Regions from separate parts of the Mus musculus genome. Here region 2 is linked to region 1. The links are chromatin contacts, called in public HiChIP or PLAC-seq maps. All regions are on one chromosome and are shown on one strand. Each heading gives the region's core, a stretch centred on a gene start, on an enhancer-like site or on the middle of the called end of the contact. The rest is flanking DNA. Distances are from core to core; before and after follow the strand shown.

The links. HiChIP or PLAC-seq counts read pairs in DNA pulled down with a chosen protein or histone mark.
Region 2: a contact with region 1 is called in a FOXA1 HiChIP or PLAC-seq map of pancreatic cancer cells. The contact joins two enhancer-like sites. A contact is called at or near these places in 6 of 39 promoter capture datasets (the 3T3-L1 cell line, the HPC-7 cell line, cranial neural crest and 3 more), 5 of 115 datasets of contacts at active chromatin or transcription factors (the NIH/3T3 cell line, embryonic stem cells, large pre-B cells and 1 more) and 1 of 9 other capture datasets (adipose tissue).

What each region holds. Positions count from the first base shown.
Region 1 is chr19:42,234,047-42,241,630 of GRCm38.p6, forward strand. No RefSeq gene overlaps it. Among named protein-coding and RNA genes, the nearest start is that of Golga7b, 18 kb to the right of the region's middle. Within about 2 kb of position 4,510, at least 57 of the 459 cell types and tissues checked have an H3K27ac peak or open chromatin away from gene starts, as enhancers often do. A contact at or near this core is called in pancreatic cancer cells, where this site is marked.
Region 2 is chr19:42,783,581-42,791,164 of GRCm38.p6, forward strand. It overlaps Hpse2 (heparanase 2), which reads right to left. Exons shown (of 12, transcript NM_001081257.2): 12 at 5,015-5,532. The coding sequence ends at 5,367. Among named protein-coding and RNA genes, the nearest start is that of Hps1, 7.4 kb to the left of the region's middle. Within about 2 kb of position 4,856, at least 14 of the 459 cell types and tissues checked have an H3K27ac peak or open chromatin away from gene starts, as enhancers often do. A contact at or near this core is called in pancreatic cancer cells, where this site is marked.

The DNA of each region.
Region 1 (7,584 bases), core at 3,260-5,759:
TGCTATCCCAAAAGTCCCCCATACCCACCCCTCCCAATCCCCTACCCACCCACTCCCCCTTTTTGGCCCTGGCGTTCCCCTGTATTGGGGCATATAAAGTTTGCAAGTCCAAAGGGCCTCTCTTTCCAGTGATGGCTGACTAGGCCATCTTTTGATACATATGCAGCTAGAGACAAGAGCTCCGGGGTACTGGTTAGTTCATATTGTTGTTCCACCTATAGGGTTGCAGTTCCCTTTAGCTCCTTGGGTACTTTCTCTAGCTCCTCCATTGGGGGCCGTGTGACCCATCCAATAGCTGACTGTGAGCATCCACTTCTGTGTTTGCTAGGCCCCGGCATAGTTCTGACTATTTCTAAGCTGCTTAACCTTGGGTAAGGGTCTTTGCTTGGGTCCTGATGTCCAAGTGTGTGTGTCAGTTGGCTTCTTCTAGCCATGAATAAGGGATGGGATTGCATTTATCCTCCATATAGCAACACTTAAAAAACAAGCAGACAGCATTCTCAGAGTAATGATTTTCAAGACACAGGACCCAATAATTAGGATTCAAGATTCTGGACCTCAGAGTGTTATGGTTGTCCCTGCTGACTGCCTGTCATAGAGAAGGGAACAGGCCAGGAGCAAAGCAGAAGGCTGCCACTGTGATGCCCTCATACAGTGTCAAGTGTGTAACATCACTGAGGGTAGGCAGTGAGAGAAAGCTATGCAGGCCATAAACTCTAACGCACTAAGTAAAACAACAGAACTCTAACTGGTCATCTGGTGAAGACATTGGAAGTAGCCTTCAAAGAGGCAAAAAAAAGGGGACCAGACACAGAGAACAATCAGCAAAATGTCAGGTAACTTCAAACCCAGCCACAGCAACGATCACATCAGATGGAAGGAGTCACAGACTAGTCATAGTCACCTTGGCGTCAATGCTACACTGCCTTGCAGAAACACTTACAGAGCCATATATATGCTCAAAGTAGAACGGCAAAGAAAGGTACTGTCAAGAGGATGCTGGAGGAGTTGAACACATGTCAAGTCTATTTAAGAACAAAGGGGATTAGCTCCTAGGTCTAGATCTCTAATCTCTGATCCATGTCTGTATCGTAGGAAACATCCATCCATCCCTTGTGGGGTTTGGGAGAGTCCCAAGTGTGGTAGTTCCTAGGAAACGGCTCCTAGATTGTAAGCCAAGGGATGTAATTGGATCCTAATAATTAGCAGTGGAATCACTGAACTCCTATGAATCAGATTGTTAGGCCTGGACTGTTTTGCTCTCAAGAAGAAATCTAACAGGGACTAGATTTGCCTAGACAAACACATGCAGGAAGGTAAACTTTGCTAGAAGAACCAGCTATAGGTTGTGGGAGGGCTCAGTGGGTTAAGTGCTTGCGGTGTGAGCATGAAGACTGGAGCTCAGATCCCCAGCACCCAAATAAAATCCTGGTGCAATGGTGGGGAGGGTGAACGGGTGATCCTGGGGCTCTCTGGCCAGCCAGCCTTTTGGAAACAGGGAGCCCCGGGTCCAATGAGATACCCTGTCTGAAAACATGAGGCAAAGAGCAGTAATACAAGTCAACTGCTGTCCAACACACGCACATGCACGGATAAGCATACCTATACACACATGTGCATAACACACACACATATGGATAAACACACCTGTACACAAATGTGCATAACACACACATACACACACACATATGGATAAGCACACCTGTACACAAATGTGCATAACACACACATGTACACACACATGGATAAACATACCTGTACACACATGTGCATTACATACACACACACACATGAACACACCTGTGCACAAATGTACACAACATACACACACACACACACACACACACACACACAAGTTTCAGTGATCACTTTTTTTTCTCCTATCAGCCCCCGGCAACCTAATCTGCTTCCCCTTTTAATGAATTTATCTATTATGATCATTTCAGATAAAGTAAACCATTCTCTGTGACATTTTGTGTCTTTAGCATAATGTGTTCACGGTTCATCCATGTTTTAGCATGTGCTATTATTTCATTCCTTTCTCCGGTCAAGTAATAACCCATTTTATGGATATGCCACAGTTTCATTGGCCCTTGATGGACATCTTTTTCTACCTCTTGGTTATTGGCTCTGTTACTGAATATGTGTGAACAACTGCCTAACTGAGGATCTTGTTTGCAGTTCTTTTGAGCATAAACTAAGCAGTGCAATTGTTGGGTCATATACTAATTCTGTCACACTGTTCCAAAGAATAATTATCTCTTGTTATTTAATCTCAATGTATCAGTAGCATGGGTATGTGTGTCCCTGAAGTGTGCGTGAGTGCCGGCAAGTGTGTGCCATGGCACAGGTGGGCAGATCCGAGGACAACTTTCCAGAGGCAGTTCTCTCTTCCCATGGATTCCAGAGGGGAACTCAGGTCATTAGACTTGAACGATAAGCATTTTTTACCCTCAAACCCCCCTCTCTCATTGGCCTGCTCTCTTTATTTTTAAGACTCTATTCTTCTGAGTGAAAAGATGATCTACTGTAGAAAAACTTGAAAATTAGTAAAAACTTACAAAATTGTTTTAAAAGTAATTTAGCTGGATGTGGCAGCCCGTGCCTGTAATCTCAGCACTCAGGGGGGGGGGGGTGCAGTAGAATTGTGGTTTTGACATCAGCCCTCCCCCCATATAGTGAAACCTTGTTTCATAACCAGGGTAATTGTAACAAGGCTGTAACTCTGTGGTAGAGGCTTGCCCAGCATCACAGGTCCCGGATTAGACTTCCAGCACTGTAAAGGGGAGACATTTTAATATATATACATATAAAACTTGTTTATATATATATATATATATATATATATATATATATATATATATATAACATATTTAATATACATAGTAACAATTCAAATTAAGAAATTTCTATGGGAAAAAAGTATCTTTATTTCCTCCCTCTTCTTTCTCCCAGACTGACTCATTTGCCCTTTAATGAGTACATTTCACAATTTTCTAGTATACTTGGGTGATGTAGTGGTATATACCTTTAATCCCAGCACTTGGAAAGCTGAGGCAGCTGGATCTCTGCGACTTCCTGGACAGTAAGGACTTTGTAGGTAGACCCCATCTCAAAAAAAAAAAAATCAGAACAAAAATAGACTTAAAAATTTATTATTTACTGTGACTATGATTGCAGTACTAGGGATTCAGTGTAGTGCCTCTTGTGCTAGGCTGGTGCTCTACCAGTGAGCTAAATCCCTGACCTACTGTGTGCCTTTCCATACATTTTCTGGGCATCAATGTCAATTTGAATATTTTCATATAACTATGTCACACTATCCAAATTGAAACCCTTCTATTCGTTTCTTATGAATTTCTGTGTTCTAAAGACCATCTCACAGCCAGGCTGAGGGTCCCCACCCTCAGATCTGAGACCCATCTGGATTCCATTTAATGAAGTGTGACAGTCCTGGATATAGCTGCCTTTGGGTATGGGATAATGAGTATAGTATATGAATACGTTATAAGTTTTCTTTTGTCTGCATATACAGATTCTTTGTAAAAATGATCATGAATTACTTATTATAAGAAATAAAAAAACAGTCTAGAACCATGGGCCTGCAGGCTCTGTGCCCAGCTTGTCCCTTAATTTAGCACTTGCTTCAGTCTTCCTCCACTGCATAATGAGTTGTTTATGTCTTTGCATCCCTCGGGGGCGGTTGGGCAGGCTTATTCATCTCTCTGCCCTCCCTGCCTCTTCCCACAGAGCTGAGCCCAGGGCCAGGCACACAGCAGGTTGGCTGAATGGCAGGCTAACCCTCTAGCTTGCATGGAGGCTACCAAGAACAGGGTGGGTCCTAAAGACCCTCCTCTGAGACTCACAGAATGGTGTTATAGGTATAGAGTCCTGACCCCAGAGGCAGGCCTTGGGTGGTCACACTCTGCCTGGATATGGGAGCCTAGCCTCCCTGGGATGTTTGGTGTGAACACAGGTGCATTTGTTCCTGGTGGCTTCAGCCAGGGGTAGCAGGCTGCACCCAGCTGAGGAAGTAATTAGCAACTGCCAAGAGGGGGAGGAAGCAGGGATGCTGGGGGCCCTGGCTCCCTTTCTAGAGAGATATAAATAGCTGGTCTCTGGGCTCCACTCTGGAGGTGGAGAGCTGTATACTCTGAATAGAGGTGCGAACTGGCAGTGTGGGGAACCAGGGTGCAGGCTGCCTTCTCGGGCACATCTGTCAGTCTGGGTGGGGAAATGGGCTGAGGTCTGTGTCTATAAAATGCCTGGCTAAGGCTCTTCTCCCCCAGCCTGGGGCTTCCCATCTGTCCCCACAGACTAACCTGCCAGGACTCATGTTCCTGCTGGCCTCAGGTTGCTATTGGGGTCATGACAATGGCTGGCCAACGCACGCCCCATCCTCCTACCTACCTTTCTACAAGAAGTAGGCTGCTAGGGGTCGGTGGGAGCCCAGAAATCCACGCTATTTATAGCATTTCTCCTGGCACATTCTCTGAGGTACTTACTGGGCAGTGTGTGCCTGACTCATCTGAAAACACTTTATAAATAACCCAGCGGGATACGGTGGCATGGGCTGTCCACCCAGAGCCTGGCTTTGAGCACCCAGGCTTTGCTAGCTGTCCTCTACAGAGTGCCTCTCTACTCTGGGACAGCTTGGGATGCTGGCGGGAACTTTGACAGCCCTGGAAGAGGTGCCATAGCAGGTCTGTTCCTCTCGGTCATGGTGTCAACACCACAGCTTTCTATTGGGAGCCTCAGGGTTTCCTAACTAGGCAAACTGAGCTAGTATGTGCTAAGTTCTCTGGGTGACCTAGAACTGAGGACTCAGAACCTCGCTGGTAAGAGGCGAGGGCAGAGTGTGGTGAGCAGCAAGGCCATGTCCGGATTGTCAGTTCTGAGTCTCCTTTCTAAATTAGACTCCAGGGTATTTACTGAGTCTCCGGGTGCCTGAGCTGTACTGGAAACATATTTTAACAAGGCTTGGCTGGTTGGTTGACCTATTGTTTGGGGCCTTTGCAGATCATTCAGTACCCAAGGGAGATGTCTGAGGTTTCTCAAGAGCACAGTGGCCAGGTGTTCCCCTTCAGGACAGCCCTGAAGCACACCTGGAGTGGGATGAGAGGTGAGCAGGCGGCATGCTGGGCCAACAGTGAGAGTATACTGTCTGCAGTTCTTTCAGAACTCACAGGGGAAGCTATAGTTTGGCCAGCATATATGTGAAGATAGTCTGGGCCAGAGTATATGTGAAGATATGGCTTCAATCACTTGCCTATGCCGTAGCAGAGAAGAGAAGCAGGCCTTGGACTTGGGTCTAATGACACTAAACACACCAGGGTCCCTCAGTGCCATACTCTTCTCTTAAGGACACCAGCCTCCAATTCTTCTTTAGTTCTTTCTCAAGACTGGGTCTCATTTATATAGCCCAGGATGATCTAGAATTCACTGTGTGGCCCAGGCTGGCCTCCAGCTCATGACCCTCCTGCCTCAGTCTTCTGAGTGCTAGGACTACAGGCACATATCACCACACCTGACTCATGAGAGCCATTCTCCTGAAGTGCGTGGCATCTATGTGCCCAAGGCTCAGAATGGATCTGCCCAATGGATGTGCTCAAATGATCATGAAGTCAGCATGAAGTGGATTGAAAGTGCACGGGAGACATTTGAAGAAACCTAGAATAGTCTGACGCTGTCTGCAGGACCAGAACCCAAGACCAGTGTGGAATCAATTGCTGGGGGAACGGAGGCATCAAGCTCTGGCCCCAGCCGTGCACTCCTGTTGTGTGGGAACCTGGCAGTGGGATGGCTGTTAATACTCCCTGTTTCTGCAGTGGATGGCCATGTTTGAGCTATGTGGGATGGGCCCCAAGAAACAGCCCTCCAGGGGGTCTCTCAGAGGATATGTTGGGATAGATGCAGGAGCTGGGTATAGGAGAAAAACGTTCTAAGGGCTGAGGCAGCATTTGTGAAAAGCTCCACGATCGGAAAGGAGAGTTGGGCAGATGGAGATGTTCTTTGAGGATGGGGTAGCTGAAAGGGACATGACTGGACGGGTGAGACAGGTCAGATCGGGAAGGGTGGATAGATGTGTTTCTTTCTGACCTTCCCTGAGCCTCCGTTTCCTTAACTGAAAAATGGGAAGAATAAACCTCCCTTACCCCCGGGCTGTGGGATTTAAACTGGATAGCAACAGTAAGCAGGTACCTCCAGCGAGGAGCCATTAAAACCGCATGTTGCTATTGAATAAAGGGGTCCCAGTTTCCTTCTACCTATTCGCAACACTGTAGCAAGAGGGGGTGTTAGACACATGGTGGGTTGTGTCCCCCTCTGCCCACAAGTCTCCAGGGCATTCTTGTTCCAGTACCTTTGTGTCCGCTGCTTCTGTTCCCCAGTGCTCAGCTCCAGCTACACTGGGCTCTTTGCTACACCTTGAACTCGCTCCTGCCTTGGGGCCTTTCATTTGCTGTTTCCTTTGCCTCTGGCCACGCTATTGAAAATGAGCTTTAGATGAAGCAGACACACTTATACTGCAACAGACACGCCTCGGCTCAGCTCCTTTCCTGCCTTTTCTCAGCTTTCTTCCCTCTTAATGCATTATTATTATTATTATTATTATTATTATTATTATTATTATTATTATTATTATTCACTTGTCTCTCCCACTAGAATAAAAGGCCCAGGAGGGCAGGACTTTTTGTCTATTTTGTGTCTCACTCTATCCCTACCTCAGAGCCGGTGTTCAGGAATGCATGTTGTTATTTTTGAATTATTTCTGGAACCCAGAGGGATAGGCTGAACCAGCCTCCTCTTACTGCGTAGGGTTGGCCCTTAGGGCCTTAAGGCATCTCAGTCAATTCAGGACGATGGTTCCACAGCATCACAGGAGCTCCAGACAGCCTCCTCCCCTGCAGATATTCCTGATTATTTCAAAACACAGCCCCTCCACGCCCGCCCTTCCAGGCTCACCGAGTCCTGGGGGCGGTGCCTGGCAGCCTATGCACCATCTCATTCCTGAGGAATTCCCCAGATCCCCAAAGCATCTGAGGGCCTGGGAGCCTCCAGCCTGGGTGGCCTGACTTAGATGCTGGGAGCAGAGCTGCAGCCGAGGCTGCCCCTGCAGCTGCATCTCTGGGGGAGCACTCTGACCGAGCCTCCCACCTTACGCACCCTTTTTCTGGAGCTGTTTTTTTTTCCAGACCTTTCTCTGGGCTGTGTCCAAGCATGAAGCACAGTCCTGTGGTCCCTCTGACTGCGCCACCCAGTTGCTGGTGTCCCCGAGACCTCTCTCCTCCCAAGAGTTCCAGTCTCCACCCCAATCTAACCCCAAAAGCTACATTCCACAGACTTATGGTCTGACCTGTTGGAGTGTCCGTGTTCTGACACATTCCCTGAGTCCTGTGTTGCCTCTGGAAACTTTAAGAGACCCAATGCTTCTTTATAAGGTGTGGACAGTTGACCTGTAGGCCTGTGAGGCACCATTTAGAGAGACCTGGGGTGGGGGTGGGGGTGGGGGACTTGCTGGAAAGAGGAGGAGACTTAGATTCATGAACCAGCCTTGGATCCTGACTTTATTGCTTAGCTGAATCA
Region 2 (7,584 bases), core at 3,606-6,105, 550 kb after region 1:
TCACTTGATCCCACATGCTCTCTCTCCTTTGTTAGTCAGCCCCTCTGGTACCCATAGCAGCCCTGAAAGAAGGTGCTGAGGAAGGCAGTGGATCCCCGTCAGTCTAGACAGGAGTGACTTGTGTGGGACACAGCCTTTGCCCCTTTCACATCCCCACCGACTGATATGTAATATAATATGTAATATTAATATATAATATGTAATATTAATAACCCCAGCTTCCGTAACCAAGATGCCCAGGATATCTAACTTGAATTATGAGAGACAATTTCTACTTCAGTTGTCTGAGGCAAGGCTTGTTGAGAGCAGGAAGACAGCGTCATGAAATCAAAGGACCTGGTGTGTGTTAGGTGTGTGTTAGGTGTGTGTTAGGTGTGTGTTAGGTGTGTGTTAGGTGTGTGTTAGGTGTGTGTTAGTGTTCAAGTCTCAGTGCTCAGACTTAGGTCCAGGAGTGGTGTGGAAAACTGTTGCCTCCCCCCCCCCCCCCCAACAAAACACCCTGACCACGGAAAGTTAAAGTAGTCATATTTTATTTCTTACAAAACATTACCTTAAAGTAAAGAACTACCTCATGGACTCGAACTCCCTGCAATCGCCAGGTTTGCAAAAGCCTCAGTCTCCTGTGTGTTCTGGATGCCTTTAACGCCTGTTAGAATCCCTGTAGACACAGCCTTCCCTGAAAGGTCTCCTGTACTCATCTCACTGGCTGCCAGATGAATAAAGTCAAGGCTTCTTTCTATTTCTTCTGAAATGATAATTTATTACATAACATTTACAAGTTGGACCTAGGGTGTTTTCCTGAATAATAATTAGAAGAGTAACGTTCCTGACTTGGGTTGTCAGAAGGACTCCTTTCCTGCAGCAGGCTAGCGGGGGGCCATGGTAGGAATTAATGAGCCAGTCAAATGGAAACTTCTCAGCTCCTCCCAAATGCTCCCAGCTCTCACAGGGGCTGCTCTGGAGTTTTGCATGTGGTATCACCCCTGGGGTGCTGCTATCCCCTTTACAGTTCAGTGTGGGCAGATGAAGAGACTTCCATACCTGGGTGGGGGAGGGAGGGAGGGACATGGTGCCTACAGAAGTGCTGGCTGGCTCTGCCATTTACCTCCAAATGATGCAGAACATATCAACCATCACCATCAAAGGTGGGGGTTGGGGGGCTGGAGATAAGTGGGAATGGCTCTTAGCCTGTCCTACAGAGAAACCCAGAGAAGCAGACCAGGAAGGTCACTGCGTGTCATGGTGAGCCTGGACTGCAGAGGCTTGTCTTCCTCACTGCTGCCTCACTTCCATCTTCCTCACTTCCATCAGAGCTGCTCCTGGGCTGCTTTAAACCTGAGGTCAACACTCTCCTGGCAGGTCAGGCAAGCGGGTGAGACATGGGATGGGCACAGGGGTTGAGAAAGCTATTGGTGGGCAACAGAGCTGAGGAAATGGGGTGGGGGGAGGCTGTTGTCTCCCTCCTCCTGGTGACAGTGGAGTCTAACTACTGATGAGAAGGAGGACATCCCCACAAAGAGATGGCGGTCCTTCACTCTAAAAGTTCCAGCTGCTTGGGCCTTATACTAGGATAGCTCATCTTGGCATTGCCTCTGTCTGGGATACTTCTCAGTCTCTTCTTTTCAGGGGCTGGAGGCTGAGAAATGAGCACAGACAATTCTAAAATTGAACCCGTACTCTGTCTCAGAAGAGCAGATTTCCTTGGGCTCCCTCTTGGGGACAGTGGCTGACAGAAGGGAGGAGCCACCAGCAGGGTGCAGTAGTGCTGGGACTGCAGGGAGAGCTCTTCCTTCCTGGCCTTCTTGGGCACATCACTATCATGCTGGGTAGCTCTGCTTGCACCTCAAAACAGTGAAGTCTTTCTGTTGCTTCTGCTATGACCATTATGGGAATCTACCTGGTTTGCCTTTCCTTCTGCAAAAATTAAGCGTTGACCTTTTGTTTTTGGAAGAGAAGGCACTCTGCATGGATTTGCAAGGCGCAGCCTCAGAGTCCTTTGTGCATGCTGGACACCCATGTGGAGCACACTGGAAGATGCTGGTCTGGCCCAGAATATGCTGGCTGCAGATGCTCAGGGGTTAACACCCCAGCACCCCAGCGTTCACCCTTGGTGCTGGAAGTGGGTGGAGGACCTTCAGGCAGAATTATCTTTATCCTACATGAGAGTACAGGGCTTTGAGCCCACGCCCTCTGGGGGCTTACAGGATTCCCCGGGAAGGGCAGAACTACAGAAGGAGCCCAGGAGAGAGAAGACTGCAGGAGGAATCCTGGTTTTGGGAGCCCCAGGTCTTTAGTCTCACAGTTGCTTGAGTCTGATATTTTCAAGCCTTTCTCCAGCCAGAGATAATGCTAATATCCCACAGAGGCAGCTTTCCGAAGCGCATTAGAAAAATGGGGACTTTCTCTCCCAATAACAAAGAGAATTTATTCTGAGGCTTTGTGATAAGAAATGAGAAAGAAAATCATTCCTAGAGGCAAGGGGAGCGGAAAAGCAGCTCAACAAAAGGCACAGACTTCTCATTACGAGTGATTACTCTTTCAGTGCGCATATCCACAAGCCCATTCTTTGGTTTAAAATGAAGGGCTCTTAAGTCTCTCATGATCTCTGCTGTATCTGGCTTGATGAAGGAAAACTGACCCAGAGAGGCCGCTGGGGGAGGACTGCTTTACTCTCCCCAGCTGCCTCGCTGTTTACTGCAGACTGTCTTTGGGTAGAGTCCCCAGAAAGAGCAGCATCACTGTTCCTCCCACCTCTCTCCCAGGGCATCAAGACAGAAGCCCCGTGACAAAGTTGCTGCACAGTTGTGATGTTCCGGTGAGTGTCTCGGTGCCCTCTGAGAAATGCAAGCAGGTCTTCCTGGAGATAGTTGTGAAGACAGAGCTGCGGGGCTCTGAAGACAAATCTCATTGCTTCCCTCCTCCCCCTTTGTTAGCTCAAAAACAAACAGAACTTCCACCTCTTGGGTGCAGCATTTAATTCACAGAAAAAAGACAAAGGCGGCAAAAAATGACCTACATTCTGGGAGGCTTAGTGAAGAATTAACGCCTATTTACAGAAAATGTGTTTGGGTGGGGCTCTGGAAGTCTTGGCTATACCGAACAAGCAGTCCACCAGGTGAGGGGCAAGTCGGTGACAGGAAAAGCCGCTGTGCTTGGTGACTAAGTAGGTTCTGGATGATTCTTCAAACCAACCCATTTCACTGTGTGATGCTGGGCAGCCTAGCGACCGTCCCATGCCTCACAAGTGCTTGGGATAACAACAGTAACTTTATTATGCGGCTTCTATATATGTAAAGCAAACTAGCCTGGGGCCTGGCATTAAGGGCCTCTGATCACCTTGCTGTTATCAGCGGCCCTGCAGCTGCCCCCAGACAAGTACTTAGAAGAGATTCTGATACATGTTCAAGGAAAAAAAAAAACAAAAAAAACCCAAAAAACAAATAACAAAAAAACCCAAAAAACAACAACCCATCTGTCTCCTTTCCCATCCTCCCACATTCTTCCTGACTTTGGTCCACCTGTTTGTCTTTTCTCTTCCTTCTTCCCTCCTTCCCTTCCTCCCTCCCCTCCGACCTCCAGTGCTATGCTGGGCTTCCATGGAAGGTGCCTGAGAAGGGAAGCTCCCTGGGAGCCTCTCTGGGTGAGCAGTCTCATGGGCCACCCTTCCAGATGCTGCTGGGTCCAGCCTGTCTTCAGTCCTCTGCCCTTGCATGCCCTAGTGTATCTGCTGTGTGATGCTCATTCTGTACTGAAAATAAGCACCCCAAAGTCCAATCCCACTGTCTTCCTTATAGGGAGAATCAGATGGGTGGCTCCCCTCTACCAAATCCCCAGCTCTCCAAGCTGAAAGTCTTGGGCACCTTGCGGTCTAACCTTCCTCTTGTCTCTCACTTTGCAAACAGGACTAAGCCCTTATTCTTCAGGCATCTTAGGCACACCTCTGCTGCTCCCCCAGGCCTGTCTATTCACACCAAAACAGTGTCCCTGACTTATCTGGTACCCAGGAGAGTCAAGGGTCCTCTTTCTCCTTGAAGGCAGCATCATTCACGTTGTTTTTTTCCTGAGGTCAGCCATGTCCACAGAAAGTCCGTGTGACTGCAACTTGCTTCCAAAGACTCCCATACCCTGTTGCCAAATAAAGGTCCCAGGCGTGGGCTTTAAGTCCCTCTCCTGCCTGCCCAACTCAGAAGCCCTCCACATAGCATTCATCTGTTTTGCTATCAGACCAGTTTCCCATCCTTCCTTAATAGAGCCAACAGAAGACTTTGCACCATGCGTAAGCACACCCACCTGGGGTAGGGTGGAACTGGTCACCTTCAAGCTTTCTCCCTAAAATGCACTAAGACTCGGCTACTTGGGAAGAGACAGAAAAGTTCGACTGTCTGCAGTGACTTCATTGATACTTTCTTCTTCTAAATGGTTTTTGGTCAACCAGACAACTAAGGCCTTCTTACTGTTTTGAGTCTTTGAAATCCTTTCAGTTTGAGGGCAAGGTCTAAATTGCTTTGTTGGATTGGTGTGTGTGTGTGTGTGTGTGTGTGTGTGTGCTCGCGCACACTTGGGTTTGATGTTTCCGTGTGCTTTTTCTTTGTACTACAACTCCCTCCCTCCCAGCAGCATAAAGAATGATGATTTCTTCTTGTGGAGCCTAATACATTGCTCTCCACTCAGTGAATATTGTTACCTGACCCCCATTCTGAGCTGGAGGGAATCTAGATCCCCAGAGGAATAGAACTTTAGAGTATGACTGTCATTCTACTTGCGAAGCACCCGTTCCCAGAGGACCAGCAGTGATGGATGCCACTGTCAGAAACCCAGATGCACGCACTCATACATCAGCCAGGAAATTATATAAACAGCTCACCCAGCAGGCCAGAGCTGACTCACCCATTAGCTCCCTATGGGAAGAGAGGTGTCAGGAAACCCGAGGCAGCAGCAGGAAACAGACAAAGGAGGAGTTACAAGAGGATTAGAGTTGCACCCCCATCTCTTCCTCCCCCATCCTCTGCTGATGGCAGCAGCCATAGGCTAGGGCCTGGGCTTTACAGTTAGTTACATTGCTGTGTGGTCAGGACCGCAGGCAGCTGGTTTGCAAACACTGCTCTGGAAGCTTGCTGTCAGCTGTCCATGCGTAAACAGACACACCAGAGGATGTCTACCTTTTCCTTACGGACAGATGCCACCTACCTAGACTAAGCTCACACTATGACGGTTAGACTCCCTTTGGAGAGTCTATGTTGCTCCCAGCAGCATGGGAGTAGAGGCTGGTTGCTAAAGAAGGTGTCTGAGGAATAAGGACGCTACGTGTGTGGAAGAGCAGAGAGCAGTCCAGCAGGCCCACCAGTAGCTCAGGAACAGAGGGTGACTTATCGATAACGGCAGGCCAAAGCATTGACATTCTTGACCACATAAAAGCCCATGGTGACTGGAGGGATGACCAATGTCCGGCCGGCCCGCAGCGGGCGGGGCTTCAGTTCTGGAAGGGTCCCGTCGTCCACCATCACTAAGGGCTGGCCATTGAGCTGCACTGACCTACAGCAGGGGAAAGAGGGGATTCATTATCATATACTTGCATGCTGAGGTAAGAGAACTGACACGCAACTTGTTTAGAATTATTCTGAAATGACAAAGACAAACCGATAGCTCCAATGTTTCAAGTTTAAGAATGAGTTTCATATTTGATACATAATAGATGTTTGCACTGTAGCAGTAACAAGAAAGCCGGTGGTGGCAATGTGGACACGTGTGACCTCACTCACATCTCCTGGTTCTTTTTATTCTTTCTGTGTAACTAGACATTTTCAGCTCATAGAAAGGGGACTGCATCCACAGCAAACTTTGAAAAGACAAATAGCTCATGTTAGACTGAAGGAAATGGCAGCCATCTTTGGCTTAAGGTACGGAATCCCACAGCTTCTCATCTCTTCCTGACACTGCTCGGGTATGTGGATCGGAAGAAAAATTCAAATCAGGTCGTCAGCTGGAAATACGGTTGCACATCACTGTCATATAACCAGCATCATGCAGTGCAAGCTATCTTTGGTCTTCGCTCAACCTCCATTGTGACACCTGAGATAGAGACCTCTGTTTGCTGTTCCTTCTGCATCATGAAGGACAGACAGGTTTAGAGAGAGATAATTGGACCCGTGCTTGATCAAGCAGAGGACTCCCAGAGATAAATGGGCTGTAAGCGGCATCCAATGAAGAGCGGGGCAGAAGAGCTGCAGGCCTGGAACCATGGGGGAAGACCTGGGCTGAGTCCAGCTCCATCAGAGCAGAGGGAGCGCCCACTCTCCACTTGGAGTGACGGAGGAGTGAGGGAGCAAGCAGCAGACTCCGGAGTGAACAGTCAGGTCCACCTCGGGATGGTGTGGGGAGGGAGAATGGACTGAAAGTCAGTATTGACTTCATCAAATATGGAAGACGCTCTTGATTCCAAATGCCAGGTGAACCTTTGCTTCCTCATGTGAAGACAGTCTGTCTACTGGAGGGGCAGCTGGGGAAGGGTCCAGACCCCAAAGAAGCCTCGGGCAGGTTCTATTTTTTTGTAGTTTATTTTATTTTATTTTATTTTATTTTATTTTATTTTATTTTATTTCAGGTGGTGTGGGTATCCAGTAACCAGGTGGCCGATAACACGAATTAACCTTCGAAAGCATACTCAAATGCATACTACCTCTCTGCTTGCAAACCTCAGTCTTCCTTATACATAGATTTTAAGAGCAAGGATTTAGGTTACACGCTCTAGATAGAGATGCTGCCAGAGTACCGATGCCCCTGGGTTCTGGGAAGTGCAGAACGTAGTGTGATAAGCAAATGCTCAGCCATCAACAGTCACTGCTCCGCACCAGCCCCTCCTGCATCTCCTCATCGTGGGTTATAGCCAGAACCGGGAGCGTGGTCATGACCCTGGACCGAAATCTCCAATTTTAGGAGCTGGGTCAGTACTTCGGGGCTGACTGACAAGCCCCTTACCTGCTCTGCCTGGAAGCTTCTGAGCCTGTTGGAATATCCCACAGCTACAGTGTGAATGAGATGAACTAAGAGCCCGGCACTGGGAGGCGTGCCTGCTGTTGTTCTCATGGTCACTGTGGACCTCTCTGCTCCTGGTGGTCCTTGTCTTCTCTGTGGAACTGAGTTTCCCATCGCCCTTTTCTGCAGGGCACCCCTCCCCTGGGTCCCGCTGTTCTTTTTCCTCCCTCTTGGTTTTCTACCATCTCTGGACGCTGCTTCCTGTTGATGGGAGCCATCCCTTTCTTTCCAGCTACCCAGACGCAGAGTCCCATGTTTTGTCCCTGGGCTCTTGTTAGACCATGGGCTCCTTGTAGGGGGTGTTACCCACACCCATGACCATTCACGAGTCATTGATTCCCGAGGCCATATCTGCACCCAGGCCCTTCCTTTGGACTTAGGTGCTTCTACTTAGCAGCCTCACAGAAGCTTCAAAGGCGCATGGTCCAGTTCAAACCCTGCCTGTATTTCTACTTTTAAGCACATCTATGATAGTGGCAGCCGCTATTTAGCCAGTCACACAAGTAGAAAGCTGGGATTCTTCTGAGATGCCTTCCCCAGCCCCCACAGCCA